Regions from separate parts of the Hordeum vulgare genome. Here region 1 is linked to region 2. The links are chromatin contacts, called in public Hi-C maps. All regions are on one chromosome and are shown on one strand. The core of a region is the stretch at or near the end of the contact, and the rest is flanking DNA. Distances in the headings are between cores, read along the strand shown. Region 1 holds the start of LOC123449495 (early nodulin-75-like). Region 2 holds the start of LOC123449489 (photosynthetic NDH subunit of subcomplex B 2, chloroplastic).

Evidence for each region. A called contact is a pair of places that touch in the nucleus more often than the background predicts.
Region 1: a contact with region 2 is called in a Hi-C map of leaf, with 2.2 times the contacts expected there. The contact joins the promoter of LOC123449495 here to the promoter of LOC123449489 in region 2. A contact is called at or near these places in 2 of 6 Hi-C or Micro-C datasets (leaf and seedling).

Annotation. Positions count from the first base shown.
Region 1 is chr4H:556,888,486-556,893,533 of MorexV3_pseudomolecules_assembly, reverse strand. LOC123449495 (early nodulin-75-like) reads right to left here and starts at 2,052. Exons shown (of 3, transcript XM_045126736.1): 1 at 1,272-2,052. The coding sequence starts at 1,987.
Region 2 is chr4H:556,139,679-556,144,500 of MorexV3_pseudomolecules_assembly, reverse strand. LOC123449489 (photosynthetic NDH subunit of subcomplex B 2, chloroplastic) reads left to right here and starts at 2,438. Exons shown (of 2, transcript XM_045126730.1): 1 at 2,438-3,555; 2 at 3,631-4,026. The coding sequence starts at 2,665. The coding sequence ends at 3,825. TRNAL-CAA (a tRNA gene) reads right to left here and starts at 1,819; the gene lies at 1,736-1,819. LOC123449488 (DEAD-box ATP-dependent RNA helicase 38) reads right to left here. Exons shown (of 7, transcript XM_045126729.1): 6 at 4,806-4,822; 7 at 3,923-4,367. The coding sequence ends at 4,216.

The DNA of each region.
Region 1 (5,048 bases), core at 803-3,302, 750 kb before region 2:
GCACAATCCAGCTCTAGGACAGTGGAAGATTTTCGAGAGGCATGACGGAGTAACATGAAGCTGTGCATGCGGCAGTGAACCAGTACAAGTTTGACACAATTCATGCACAGATGTGAGGCAAGCAACGTCAAGGCATGATGCAGACTGGTGCGATGAGGTCCGCTCCTACATGTGAATAGCTCAAACCATAGTTGACCGGCATGGCTGCAGTCAGACGAAACTGAGGCTAGTAAAATGCATCATACGCTGAGCTGTTTTGGGTAGTGGAATGGTACATTCCGGCTTGTACATGATTGCCATGTGTACGATCGGTTACAAACGATGTAAATTTACTCAAACAAATACTATTCGTAGCTATCAAACAAATACGTTAGTATCATATCTGTCTGAGCAGTATCGGCCAATATGTATAACTACTCAGCTGCAAGAAGTTAAACAGAATGTGCAGTGCATTTGTTGTTCCAGAACAGTCTACTAGCATGCTGAATCAGAAACATCACACAACAAGTAGCTCAGAACAACTGAAAGGAGAGTTATAACTTGAAGTTTCGCACTGATAGTCTAATAATAAATTTCAAATAACAACAGTATTAGGTCTAATATTATATGCCAAATTAGAAAAGAAAGCCTCACGGTTCTCTCTGATCACGAAAGTAAAATATCACTTTGCTCGGAGCTTCAGTGGGCGGAAAAGAGACAGCATGAAGCACATATGATATGTGTTAGCCACAGAGGCAAGCTCACAGAAACAAATAAAGGGCCTGATAGAATATGATGATACAGCTGCTCTCACCTGAAGAAATAAAAAATCAATAACGGAAACTAATTTCAGGAACCATAAAGGCACAGCACCTAGTAGCAGAGAGCAGAAAATCTATCAAGGTACTCCATCGAGTGCAGTTCAATTCCATGCCTGTATCAGATGAAATGAAGCAATAGCATAGCTACAATTCACCTGAAACTACTCCTACTTGTGCCAAGTAACACGAGATCTAGAGGAATGAACAGACTTATCGCACAGACCACATGTAGAATCTATGTTGATTGAGGGGCATAAAACCTAGGGTGCAATGTGTGTCTCTCCAGCTAGACATGCACATGATATTATCAGTATTGGTTTACGACGGTGAGGAAGACATAGCAAAGTCATATGAAGTCAAAACGTAAGAGCAAGCTCCACAATGGAAAGAAGCCAGCACAAAAAACTGAGTACAATATGTACAAGAATGCTTCCTAGTAAGGAAGTGACAAGCAAGGCGGGATCACCAAACCTGCCGCAGGGGAGACATTGGACGAGTCCGCCTTCAAGGTAGCTCCGCTTCTGGGCGGGATTCTCATTGAGCATCTTGGAGTACTTGAGGAACGCCTTCCTAAGCGCTTGCGGGTCGACCGGGGGCTGCTGCATCTGCGACGGTTGATGCGGCGGCGGCTCGAACCGGGGCTGCTTCGGGTGCCTGGAGAAGCCCTCCTCGGGGTCGGCGGGGTGCCTGCGCTTGTCGTGCGGCGGGAACTGCTGCTGCGGCGGTGGCTGGTGCGGCGGCCAGGCCTCGGGTCCGGCACGCGGGAAGTGCGGGAGCTGGGGAAAGGGGGCGGGCTCGAACGGGTAGTCGGGGGGCAGGGCGAAGTAGGTGCGCACGGTGCCGTCGGCCAGGTGCACGGTGCGGCGGTCGAGGTTGTTGAAGCCGTAGGGCGGCGGGGGAGGCGTCTCCACCCGCGGCTGCTGGTGCGGCGGCGGGCGGGCGGCGGCCACCGGGGACGCGGGGTTGCGGGGTTGCGGCGCGGAGGCGGGAGGAGCGGGGTGCCGCCTGGCGTTGGAGGCACGGTTGGGGCTCGGGGTGCGGCGGGAGGTGGACGCGGCCTTGTCTCCGGCGGGGCCGGAGGCGGAGCCGGCGGGCGGCGGGCCCCAGCGTGACTTGCGCGGCGCCATGCCGGCGGAGGGCTTGGCGGCGGAGGAGGGCTTGGAGGGGGGAGGGTTAGGTTTCTTCATCGCTCGCTAGGGATCGCGGCGGAATTTGGAATTTGGGGGATGGGATTCGCTTGGCGGTGGCGGAGGGATCGGAGGGGGGAGGATTAGGTCTCTCTTTTTATTTTCCTTTTTTACCCATTTTTCAGAATCCTTTTTACCTTCCTTTTTAGGCTAGAAGAATCATTTTAGGAAAACCTTTCGCACCGGCAGGCCTGCCGAATCTTTCGGACGGTCACTTCCTGGCATGACCTACTTTCTTCACGCAAGGTGCTGGCGCGTGGGACCCCACAACAGCCTTTTTGACGCAGCCCAGTTCCTTCATGCGGATGGTCGGCGAGCGCAGGCGATCGGGGGTCACGAGCGAGGGCGGTCGGCGGCAACTGCGATGAGCACGGGCGCCGTCATGGTCGGCCACACCGAAGCTGCAAACGGCCATGCCTCGAGCTGCAACCACCATGTCACGAGCTACAACCGACGAGCCTTGTTGTGTTTGGGCATGGTTGGAACCGGAGTTGGAATCGGAATTGGGCGGCACTCGGGGCTCGCAAACTTGTTGGAACTGACGGACGCATAGGTTACAACCATCACGATTTTTTGCTACAACCAATGAGCCTCAGTGCTACAACTTGCATCGGTTTTTCCTACAAACGATCACGACTAGACGATGACGATGATTTTTTGCTACAACCGTTGTTGGTTTTGCTACTATCGGTGACCAATTTTGCTGCATCGGTGACGATGGACGACACGACCGTCGGCATGGCGTGCTGCAACCAGGCAAGAGATGCAACCATCGGCACAAGAGCTGGATTCGCAGTCCAACGGAGCTGCAATGACGGTGAGGTGGAGCTGCAAGGCGACCCCTGTGGGTGGGATGTTGCAGTCGTTGTCCATCGAGCTGCAAGGGGCGGCCTCTTAATTTCTGGTATGATGCAACTGTGGACCGACGAAGCAAGATCGATGTTGGAACCAGTCCGACGTAGCACCGACGACGCTGCTTCCCGGAGTTGCAGCGGTCACCACCGGTAATGTTGGAACTGTCCATCAAGGAAGCTGTAAACGTCAGACAAGGAAGCTGCAACCACTTGACGGTGACAAAAGCACGGCGACTGATAATCCCCAGGTGCAAGGAATCATCGTAGCACTTTTCAAATATGAAAAGTGGTAAGTATGGAGTGTCGAATCTACAAGGAGCTAATGGTAAGATCAATATTTTCTCAAGTCCTATCTGTCACCGATGCAACTCTACATACATCGAATGTTTGCTTCTATCTAGTAACGAAAAATAAATTGTGTTGTGGGTATGGAGAGGATAGCTATGCATGATATTGGAGAACTAAAATATGAAAATAGTTGCTACACTAAATAGAGTTAGAATAAATGGGGAGGGTGCAATAATTATGGTATGGTGTGCGAAATCATCCTAGGCAATTGATAACAAGATCGGTAATCATTCTTGCAATTTTATATGAGGAAGAGGCATGAGCTAACATACTTTTTGTAAACTTATGATTGGATCTCTAGCAAGCATCTGCAACTACTATAAACCATTAAGGTAAACCCAACCATAGCATTAAACATCAAGTCCCATTTACTCCCATACGTAAACAACCCCCTTACTCGGGTGTAAGCTTCTCTCACTCTAGCCACCCGCTATAAACGAATCATGAACATATTGCAACACCATCCAACGTGAATCCTTCATGTGTGTGCCTCTCTGAAGGCACCTTAGGATAACGCCAAAATAGAACATACACTCAAACCAATCAAGATCATCAATCAACTCAAAGGACAACATAGATGTACTCAAACATCATATGATGGCAACACATCATTGGTTAATAATTGTGGCATGAAACACCATGTTCAAGTAGGGGATTACAGCGGGATGCGGGAGAGTGGACCGCTGAAAAGAGATGGAGAAGGTGATGAAGACAGTGATGTTGACTAACACGATCACCGCGGCGATGGCTCCCCCGACGGCACTCCGGCGCCGCTGGAAGAGAGGGGGGAGAGTCTCCCCTTAGGCTTCCTCCTCCATGGCCTCTCCCCATCTAGGGAGAGGTTCTCCCTCTAGTTCTTGGCCGCCATGGCTCCCGGAGGGGCAAGAGCCCCTCTGAGATTGAATCTCTCTTTGTTTCTCTCATGTTTTTGTTATTGTTTTCTGGCCCTTCACCATTTCTTAAATATTCGGAGATCCGTAATTCCGATCGGGGCGAAATTTTGAGGGGGGTTTTATCGGAAAAATGTCTTTCTTGCAGCGAAAGAAGGGCCTCAGTTGACTTAAGGGTTGGCCATCAAAAATGGGAATTTCTTCAGAGTGCCTGGATCTACCTGTGTGCGGCATACTCAAACTGCAAGGTTGTTAGACATTAATAAATAGATAGAGTGAGTACCTCGCTATGATACCAGTTGTAAGGGACGATGAGTAAATCGAGCAAAGGGAGGTTGATGGGAGATTCAAAATTTTCTTTCGAAACTTGGTATAACCCTTAACACAACAACAGAGATAAAAGAGGGATTAAATCACAAACGAAGAAACTAGACTTAGCACTAGTGAAGATAAACTTAAATGGGATATTGAGAAAAGTTCTCGAGGAATCGATTGATAATAACCTTCGTGTAGTGGTTGACGGCCTTCACATATATGATGGTAACACAGCAACACAGAACAACTACTAACATGATATAGCAATAAGTAGACTGGAGGATATAATCTTCGCCCGAGAAGATACAAAAAGAAATCACCAACACATATCTAGACAAGAGACATGAAACTAATGTAGCAGCACGGTAACGAATGGAATATGAGGGTACAATGCATAGCACAAATATAGGAAGAGTCAAGAAAGTGGACCGGTGGTGTTCTATGTCGAAGGTTGATTTGGTAGACCAACTCACTCTTCTGCAAAAGAGCTACATCTAGTTGGAGGAAGTTGTGATTGAATACATGAGAAAATCCCTCTCCGTACTATTCTCCTTCAACTCGAATCTGATTAGACTTCAATTGATTTCTCTCGGGATAGATGCTTATCAGTGATCTCCAAACCTTCGACAAACTTAGTCTTCGGTGACCACAATG
Region 2 (4,822 bases), core at 1,189-3,688:
ATCCCTAATCGGCCATGGCCGGCCGCGTCGACGGCGACGCCTGAGGGCGCCGTTCCCCTCCTTGGAGGCGTCGGTATGGACTGATCCCCTCACTTCCCCTTCCCCTAGGTCTCCCGGGAGAAAGCCTTAACTTTGTTGGGCGGCGGCGGCGCTCACGGCGCCGTTCCCTTCTTGAAGGCACCGCTTTAGGAACCTTGGGGCTAGGTGGCGCTTGTGGGTGGTGGGCAACGGCGGTGGTGCGGCCCTATCCTAGCATGGATCTTCGTCCGTTGCTTGGAGATGAACTCGCATAGGTGAAGGTCGTCGTTTGGCGTCATGATGGCGTCGATGGCGGAGGCACCTGCCAAGGCTGGTACCTTAATCTGATCTGAAGATGGACCAGTGGAAGATGGCGGCGACGACACATGTGAGTGCGTCGGACCGGTTTGTGCCCCGAACCCGGTATGTGGCTCGGTCAGGGTCCCGGCTTTAGATGTTAGGCTTAGGTGAGAGGTCTGGGTATTTGGTCTAGCTTGCACCCCTTCATCATATGGATAGGAGTAGCGGCAGATGTTGACAAGATGACGGATTCAGGCATATTGTTGTACTGCTTTGTAAGGTCCTCGAGAATAATCAATAAAATGGCCGCATGCATCTCCCAGATGCAGAGGCCGGGGGTCATCCTCCTTTTCTAAAAAAATAATAATAAAAAAAAAAGATAAGAATCCAAGGATAATGGGTGAAACAAAGAATATCACTATTGTATAAACAAAAAATGTTTTACATATATCGCTGTCATTTGGTTTAGTATAGGCTAGTGCTTTCTTCCTTCCTTTGAATTGTTGTGAAGGGTTGGTTCCTACTCTACATAGAAATAAGAACCCATTCCTACAAATTGCAAGGCTCCAATTTAATACTATATTTTTTCTATAGAACCCCTATCCGTTAGAATTCCAAGGCGGCCTTACGTTTATCTTCCGGGGGAGTTGGCAAGACAGGGCTACAATCTGTAGCCAGAAGCTCTACCAGACTCAGGAGCATCCTGCCACCACCACAAGTCTCTTGGGACGACTAACATGCACCTTGTCAGTCTCGTATGGTTGTGATACAAGCGGAGGGTATATACCCACCCCCGCTCTTGTTTTGACCTCTTCGAAAATATAAAGCTTTCTTTGGTTGGAGAGGCTCTAGCCATTGCATCCAAGACAAGAAATAACAAAAAAATATACACATCACCACTAAGCCAGCAGCTAGGTAACAATTGCTTGGTTGTTTAATGTAGCTGAACGATTAAGACTCCCGGTAGGTACGTATAGCTTTCAGCGGCGGGAGGAGAGAAGATATCGCGTGGAAGTTTCTCGGAAACATGTACACGGGGCCAAAGTATTAGGAAGCAGTAGTATATTCAGGGAGTCCAATTGGAGCGGAGAAATCAGGACGGTGCAGTAGTCTGAGATGCGTGAAGAAGAGGTTGGCGCGCCGCGGCGCCCCCTACGAGTTCATCCACGACCACGAGGACCTCAACAGCAAGAGCAGAGCACAAACCCCGTCCACCGGAAGCTGCCGGTGCTCCTCCACGAGTCGCTCGCCGTCGCCCACCCATGTTAAATTTCGAAGTGCAAGAAGCGGAAGGTCCCAGTGCTCCTCCACGAGTCGCTCCACCCATGGTAAATTTCGAGGTGCAAGAAGAGAGAGAAAATATGGTTACGAAGTGGTGCAAATGTTGTCAAACCACTGAGGCTAATAGAAAAATCATTGTCAGAAGTGGGGTTTGAACCCACGCCCTCGTTAGAGGACCAGAACTTGAGTCTGGCGCCTTAGACCACTCGGCCATCCTGACTTGTGTGCCCTATTGTGGATTACTCTCCTAGTAAAGGTTAAGATACAACTTCGCACCACCCCAACATTGCGTAAGTTGAAGTATTTATAGTGCACCAACGGGAATTGGTTTTGAAGGCCGAGCTTCGTGGAGGCCTCCAAATGCAAAATTCACGAAAATTCATATTTTTATGTTTATTTTTTTTGAAGAAAATACAGAGATAGATGAAAGCATAATGCAGTGTGTAAATTTTCAGGATGAAATACGTTGAAAATGAGGTCTGCGCAAAGAAAAAAATTTCGGGTTTTCTTGACATAAGGTACTGTTCATCCTCCCAAACCAAGAATTTATCTTTTTTCTGTATAGATCGTATTTCAACGTATTTTATTTTAAAATTTTACACAGACACGCTGGTGTTACTTATGCAGATCTTTTCAGAGCTTTCTTAAAACCGAATTTTTCGAATTTCGTTTTTCTCCCCGAAAATTCGGCCTAGGGAGATCCAAAACGCCATTCTCTGCTAGTGCACAACAACTTATTCAGCAGACATATCACTGTAAATATATCGAGATCCTTTCACGCAAGTAAACTCCTCACCATGTGAACAAATTCAGAATAGAAAACACCAAAACCTGAACCATACATGCTTCTGAATTGCAAGACCAAAAAGATCATCGCACGCTCGTTCCTGTCGTAGATACTGCTATGTACCTTGGCAGGCTCTCATTCGCAGCAGAGCAAGGAGAGGACACGGACAAGGGCAAAGGAGAAACCACCACCTATCCTGAAGCCGCTGGATATGAGGCTGCAGTGACACACGATCGGCCTTGAGCCTCCGCTAGCTATCACTCACCTCCAGCGCTCCGATGGCCGCCGCCTCCTTCCTCCCCCTCCACCTCCCGGCCTCCCCCAGGCCGGCCACCGTGGCCGCGAGGGCAGCCTCCGGCGTCGCGTCGACGGTGCCCGCGCAGGCGTCGCAGCTGGAGGAGGCGTTCGGCCGGAAGGGCCTCCGGTTCGGGACCGACGCCACGGGCGCGCCCACGGCGGAGCTGAGTGTGCGCAACGGCAGCTCGCTGCAGCTGCGGCTCAACGACGGGCTGGTCACCTCCTACCGGCCCAAGGTGTCCTGGGAGGGCGGTGACGGCTGCCGGGAGCTGCTCCACACCGTGGTCGGCGCCGGCGCCGGCGCCGTCAGGGGCGGCGTCGGGCTGGTGCTCAACGAGGCGGCCTCCTCGTCGTCGTCGTCGTCGTCGCTGCTCGGCGCGTCGGAGTGGTCCGTGGCGGACGTGGACTCGGACTCGTACGACGCGGTGCAGGTGGAGCTCGGGTGCGTGGCCAGCAAGCTGGAGGTGTCGTACGTGGTGACGCTGTACCCGCTGAGCATGGCGACGGCGGTGATCGTCAAGAACAACGGCGCCAGGCCCGTGGAGCTGACGGCCGCCGTGCTGAGCCACATCAAGTTCGACAAGAGGCGCGGCACGGCCGTGGAGGGGCTCCGCGGCTGCCCCTACTGCTCCCACCCGCCGCCGGCGTCCGGGTTCGCGCTGCTCACCCCCGCCGAGGCCATGAAGCGGGAGGAGTCCGGCTGGTTCGGCGGCGGCGGCGGCGAGGAGCCCCGGCAGGGCGCCTGGACCGTGGAGGAGAACCTCTACACCATCCTCAAGAAGAAGGTGAGCAGGGTGTACGCGGCGCCGCCGGAGGAGAGGAAGAAGCGCATCTACAACACCGCGCCCTCCAAGTTCACCACCATCGACCAGGTTAGCTCGTCTCTTGGATGAATGATCGTCGTCATTCATCGATCAATTTGCCCACTGATGATATGGTTTGTGCAGTCTAGCGGGCTGGGGTTCAGGCTGGTGAGGATGGGGTTCGAGGACATGTACCTGGGCAGCCCAGGAGGAATGTACGACAAGTTCGGCAACGACTACTTCCTCTGCACCGGGCCGGCGTCCATCCTCGTGCCCGTCGTCGTCGGCCCCGGCGAGGAGTGGAGGGGGGCGCAGGTCATCGAGCACGACAACTTGTAACTCTTTTTCTGGGGGTGCCAACAGAGTTGCACGAGAAATCATGTACATTCTCACACATGGGGGATGAATCTTGTAACCACCCATTGCGATCTATATGTACACATGCAGTAGATTACTTGCACATTCCCGGTACAAGTGTAACATACAGATGAATTCTCAAGAAGATTACATGGGCACGGGCGTGTGAAGAAGACTCGAAAACCTCAAAAGGAAGTTATGCTTTTGAAAATAACAAGCATAAGAATGTACACTCTCCCTGATAGAATTCACTGTATCGGCTCAACATAATCCACATAACTCCAGACACAATCATCTGTTGGTACTACAAAAGAACCAAGTGGTGCTGGTGGCAACATAATCACCGTAAGCGCCACCTATTTCTGAGAATGTTTACTCGAGTAAACCCGCATCCTTGAGAGCAGTCTCAAAATTGTCCTCGCTTTTCCAGTTGGGGACCTCGGGCACTTTGTGCTGGAAGTAGTCCTCGATCTTTGTCATCACAACTTCATCAGTTTGACCACATAGCAGGTTGAACACGGCTCCTGTCACCACCAAAAAATAATGTGTCAAACTGACAAATCATGAAAAACATATATCAATTTACAGTCTCCAGAAATAAGAAATCACAACCTCTCAAGAAACAATGAAAATGAACAAACAGACATGACTCCATAATCATCAAACAATGGTCACAGGTTCTATCTTGTCCTGATAAAGGAAGCCAAAAATCCTACTCGCAGAAGACTGGTTCTGCCAACAAGTTCAACCTTAGGCTAGGACAAACAAGCATTAGTCTTGACTAACTGTAGCGTTCTTGGGCTTGACTAACTGTAGCATGCTTGCTTATCAATGATAACAGGTTCAATCTGCCATTATCCCCAAGCCATTTAAATTCCTACCGACACCGTTAATGTCTGTCACGGTGTTGACCAATATGCTTACAATGGTGTATGTACATAGACTGATAGACATAAATTTACCTTTTCGGCCAAATCGC